Linked DNA regions of Macaca mulatta: region 2 is linked to region 1. The links are chromatin contacts, called in public Hi-C maps. All regions are on one chromosome and are shown on one strand. The core of a region is the stretch at or near the end of the contact, and the rest is flanking DNA. Distances in the headings are between cores, read along the strand shown. Region 1 holds the start of GGT7 (gamma-glutamyltransferase 7). Region 2 holds the start of EDEM2 (ER degradation enhancing alpha-mannosidase like protein 2).

Region 1 (2,700 bases), core at 133-2,632:
CCTTTGGAAAATAAGTTTTGATCTGCAGCCCTGACATTTGATGCCCATAAACCTCTCAACCCCATCCTCATTATCTCCTCACCCCCACCCCATATAGAGTGCAGTCCAGTCAGGTTGGCAAGGGCTGCTGGTGAGGGCCAGATGACCAGAAAGTGTAGAGGAGAAGAGAATTTGGGGCTCTCAGACTGGGAGCAGCTAGGGAAGGGCCAGGCCGGAAAAGCAGCATCTGCCAGGCTGGGAAGAGACAAGGCACAAGTGCAGGCACTGCGAGGAAGCGCGAGTGAGGTAGAAGGATGCTCTAATGCCAGGAAGTGACGTGCAGGGACAGAGGGATGGGGGATGAAGGATGAAGAATGGAGGAGAGGATGGAGCTGGGCCACATGGCTAGGAGGAAGAGCAGCACGGAAGGAATGCACAGAGAGCTCTTTGCCCCCAGGTTCTTCCAATCCCTGTCTCCTCCCTCTCTACTCCCACTTCTCACAATTCCAGCAGAGGGCTGAGGGGAACACAGTAAAATTCTGGAGACTGCTTCCTAGCGAGCAGAGTACCTTACTAATACCCCGGCCAGATCCATGGCTTGGGGAGAGGTGGGGTAATCCACAGGACAGTGAAGGCGTTCTAGTCCCCAAGGACTTTGAGAGGTCATGCAGTCCATGCCTCAGTCTCCCAATACCCAGCAGAGGGGAATCATATTCTCTTTACCCCTCCCTACACATGAAGAGATTCTCCGCTTCTCTCAGACCCTCTGCTTCCCACAATCCCTGGCTGTGGGGAACTTCTCTTAAGGCATAGATTGGATCCCTCTTGCTGCAGTCTCTGACTTGGTTTCTCGTATCCTGTCCTCTGTGGCTAGAGAAAGGCCTCTTCTGGGTGATCACAGAGGTTCCTTAGGATCTCCCCTCCAACATTCCTTCATCCTTAGTTGGTTCTTCCCAGAAGGTAAGCCCAATCCCTTCTACTGCAGTCCCTAGCACACTCCCCGTTGTCGCATCCTACGCCTCCAAGGCAGAAATGCACCCCTTCCCCACCAAATAATTAACAGAGACAAGGGAGAAGAATGGAGAGGTCCAAGAAGATGGGAATGAATTAAGGAGATGGAGCTGGAGGTGGATGCTCTACACAGAAGAAGGAAGACCGGGACTTCCCAAGGCAGGGCAGGGACGGGGCCAGCGGGCCTCACCGGTGTCGGGGTCTCCCAGAAAGGCGTCCTCGTCCTTGCGGCCCCTCAGCGGGGCCGCGGGCGCCGGCTCGTCCTCGGGCAGCCGCGGGAAGCTGGTGATGCTCATGTAGTCCACTGGCGAGTAGGCGCCCAGGGCGCTCTCCTGACTGGCCTCGTTCTCCGCCGCCATCCTCGCCCGCGCCCCCCAGCAGCGCAGCGCCTGCCGGAAGTGGCTGCGGTGAGGGAGTGGGAGGGCGGAGGGCGGGGCCTGAGCTTCGGGACAGCCGGGAGGGGGCGCCTCACCCCGCCCTTGGCTGTGTCCCGGGCTGACTCGCCCCCGCCTGCTCAGCGCTGTCAGCCTGCAGCTGGCACGCAGGTGCGCGTAGATGGAGAGCCAGGAAGGCAGCGCAGGGTCGAGGGGAGAGCGCGGAGCAAGTGAGACTTCAGTGGCTCTGCACTTTACGCAGCTCAGGGACCAAACCCGTTCCTCCTTCCAGTCTGAATCCAGCTAGTATCCTCCTCAAATCCCGGGCTTCCTTTTCGGACCCCAGACCCTTTCACTGACCGCAAATCCCTCTAGACCCCGATCCTGTCTCTGACCCCAAACTCCTCGGACCCCGGACCCCTCCTTGAACTCCGAGATCCCCCTCCTCCGATTTTAGACTCCTCCTCCGACCTTAGACCTCTTTTTCGACTTCAGACTCTGTCTTCACCCGCAGGCCCTTTTGAAAACCCCAGCCCATACTTCGTCCCCAGGCCTCTTTGACTGCAGACTCCTCTTTGGAGAACAGTTCCCTCCCCTGACCTCAGATCCCTTCCCGTACCCCGACACTTCTGACTCCTCTTTCAACCTCATTCTCAAACTTTAGTGTGTGTTAGGGTCTTTGAAAGCGGATCCCCAGATTCCACTCCAGAGGTCATGATTCAGTAGGCTGGGATGAGGTCCTTGGAACCTGAATATTTACCATCATTTTAAGAGTTTTTGATGTGGTTCTGGAAAGGACACTTTGAGAAAGAAGGAGTGGTGGTAGTGGTGGTAGGGCAGGAATGGGCCAAGGTGGGGAATAGGTCTCCATAGTCTAAATGTCTGGGTTCTATTCTGCTACCGCTCAAACACTGTGTAATCTTGGGCAAGACAATTAATCTCCCTATCAGTTTCCCCATCTGTGAAATGGAAAGAATAATAGTACCCAATTTAGAGGGTTGTCATGAGGATTAAGTAACAGAATGAAAAGCAATTTGTATAGGGCTTGGCACCTACTCAATAAATGGCATCATCATCATCATCATCATCATCATCATCATCATCATCATTGCCTTAATCTGGTAAACTCATTCCCTCCAAACCCATCCATCCTCTCTCCACTTAGAAATTCCAACCACACTACAGCTTGTACTACTTCTCCATATCCAAGGATGAGGGAGGTTCCTTCTCTTACGAGGTCTCTGGTCCAAACTTTCATTGTGAAGTCCACAGGAAGAGAGAGGGGGCTGGTGAAGCCTTTATACACACATTCTTTCTCTTCCCAACCCCAGACCAG
Region 2 (2,700 bases), core at 29-2,528, 270 kb after region 1:
CAGGGATAATGACACCTAACTCGTATGGGGTATTAAGATAATTAAAGGAGATGACACAGTAAAATGTTTAGCACAGTGTTCAATCAATGCCAGCTTCAGCTAATGCAATGATTCTTCACTCAGCAAGGAATAAGCCAGTGAATTCCAGCTCTCATAGATTTTTATTCTAGTGGGAAGGAGAAAGACAAACCAGTAGATAAGTGAAAATGAGAGTATCAAAGAGAAGTGCTACAAAGAAAATAAAACAGGTAACTTGTGAGAGTGACTTAAAAGGGAGTCGTGGGTCGTTAGGGAAGCGGATGCTGAGGAGGTGACTACTGAGCTGAGATCTGAATGACAAGCAGCAGCCAGTTATGGGAGGAAAACCGGGAGAGTGTATTTCAGGCACAGGGAACACCAACTACAAACAGTTAAGTTTTAGGAGTGTCACACTCCTTCCTCGACCTGAATGCCCACCTGCACAATGAAAGGGTTGGGTTTTCTAATTCTTGGAGCCCTTCCACGGTTTCTTGTTACTCCAGAAATTGCCTATGTCCCCACAGCTGGTGCCTGTTACTGCTGGCGCTGAGCCCAGTGATCCAGCCCACCCGGCTAATCTAGGACTTTTTTTTCACTGAGAGAGGCTAAATGGATCCTGGAGGTGATAGCAAGAATTGGAGGGAGCGCGGTTGTAGCTCATCTGGGGGCTTTCCGGTGCCGGTGAGGAGACCATGAAGCCAGCAGCCCCAGTTGACCCGCCCGCCTAGGCCCGGAGAGTCAGACCCTGGCCGCCCCTTGCCCCTCCGCTCGCACTACCTGCCCCAGGTGTCGTGCCCGTCACAGGTGAGAGGTCGTAGCTCATCGAAGGGAAAGGCATTCTCCAGGTAGCTGTCGTAGGCGTGGTAGAACATGGCCTTGACTCGCTCCCTGGGCGTGGGACGAGAAATCAGGCATGGGGCCAGAACACAAAAACAAGCAGGGGAAGAACAAGATACAGGGCGGAAAGTGGGAATCACTAGCTGATTTCTGCCTGGGACCTAGCGGCGGGGTCCGAGCAAGTCGGGGTAGGAGACCTGGGATGGACAGAAAGGGAAGGGACCCGGTTCGCGCATCCCATTCCCCAATTGCGAAAGGGCGGGAACCTGGCCTCCTTCACCTGTAGTGGGCGGGATCTGGCGCGGAGCCGTCGGGACCTGGCGCACCATGGTGCAGAGGCAGCAGCGCGCACAGGAGGCCGAGCGAGATGAGCAGCCGGAAAGGCATAGAGCTCGCGTCCTCTCAGCGCCGCCGCCGCAGCAGCAGCCACTGCAACCAGCTCATCCTGGGAGCTGCTGCGGGTTCTTCCGGGGACCCGCGCCACTGCGCCTGCGCGCTGAGAAATCAGCCTCTCACTTCCGGACTACAAGCCCCGGAATGCAATGGGCAGCGAAACGTGGCCGAAGAGCAACTTGGGATATACGGTTTCGGAAACACTGATCAACGTGTCTTAAAGACAGTGGCTGTTGTTACTACTGTTATTAATTAGTGTTTTAATAATAACAGCTAGCGTGCATTGAGCACTTATTGTGTACTAGTACTGTACGGAGCATTTAAAATGCATTCTATCATATTTGTTTCAACAACCTTATTAAGCATGAAGGCTGGGTAAACATGAGAAATGTTCAGCCTCTACCATTATTATGTAGCAGAAGGAGCCGCAGACAAAACTCAGACGCCGGGTTAAAGAAGGAAGGAGCTTTAATCGGCTGGGAGCGTGGGCTGACTCAAGTCTCAAAAACCGAGCTCCCCGAGTGAGCAATTCCTGTCTCTTTTAAGAGCTTACAACTCTAAGAGGGTCCGCCTGAGAGGGTCGTGATTGATTGAGGAAGCAGTGGGTATGTGCCTAGGGGCTGCATGCACCGGTAATCAGAAGGGAACAGAACAGGACAGGGATTTTTACAATGCTTTTCCATACAATGTCTGGAATCTATAGATAATATAACCGGTTAGTTCAGGGCTGGATCTTTAATTACCAGGCCTGGAATGCAGCGCTGGGCTGTCTGACTACTGATTTAACTTCTGTCTTTAACTCCTACTTTTTATTTGAGGCAGAAATTGGGCATAAGATAATATGAGGGGTGGTCTGCTCCGCTATTTAGGGATATTAAGCTTCCCAAACCAGTTACTTGTTGATTGTATAAGATACAACTCACATTTATTTGTCCAAAACTTCCACTTTTTTTTTTTTTTTTTTTATCTCTTGCATTTTCTGATGCTGTCACTCTTGAGGTTTCCTGAAATCCCTTCAGTTCTAGAAATTCATGACATTTCTTTCCTTCCACTTTGGGATGTGGTTACACAATCACGGTCCCTTCAGTCTCCATCTCAAACCGGAAGCTTACCCCTATCAGCCCTGTAGAATGTCTTAGGTAAGAATGAATACCTTGGTCAGGCGCGGTGGCCCAAAGCCTGTAATCCCAGCACTTTGGGAGGTTGAGGCGGGTGGATCACCTAAGGTTAAGAGATCGAAACCAGCCTGGCCAACATGGTGAAACCCCGTCTTTACTAAAAATACGAAAATTAGCCAGGCGTGGTGGTGGGTGCCTGTAATCCCAGCTACTGGGGAGGCTGAGGCAGGAGAATCGCTTGAAACTGGAAGGCAGAGGTTGCAGTGTGCCAGGATCGCACCACTGCACTCCAGCCTGGGCAAAAGAGCAAAACTCCATCTCAAAAAAAAATAAA

What was found. A called contact is a pair of places that touch in the nucleus more often than the background predicts.
Region 2: a Hi-C map of fetal cortex germinal zone shows a contact between it and region 1, with 2.6 times the contacts expected there. The contact joins the promoter of EDEM2 here to the promoter of GGT7 in region 1. A contact is called at or near these places in 2 of 14 Hi-C or Micro-C datasets (fetal cortex germinal zone and liver).

Annotation. Positions count from the first base shown.
Region 1 is chr10:87,666,575-87,669,274 of T2T-MMU8v2.0, forward strand. GGT7 (gamma-glutamyltransferase 7) reads right to left here and starts at 1,383. Exons shown (of 15, transcript NM_001267003.1): 1 at 1,181-1,383. The coding sequence starts at 1,349.
Region 2 is chr10:87,940,756-87,943,455 of T2T-MMU8v2.0, forward strand. EDEM2 (ER degradation enhancing alpha-mannosidase like protein 2) reads right to left here and starts at 1,279. Exons shown (of 11, transcript NM_001261036.1): 1 at 1,136-1,279; 2 at 796-906. The coding sequence starts at 1,242.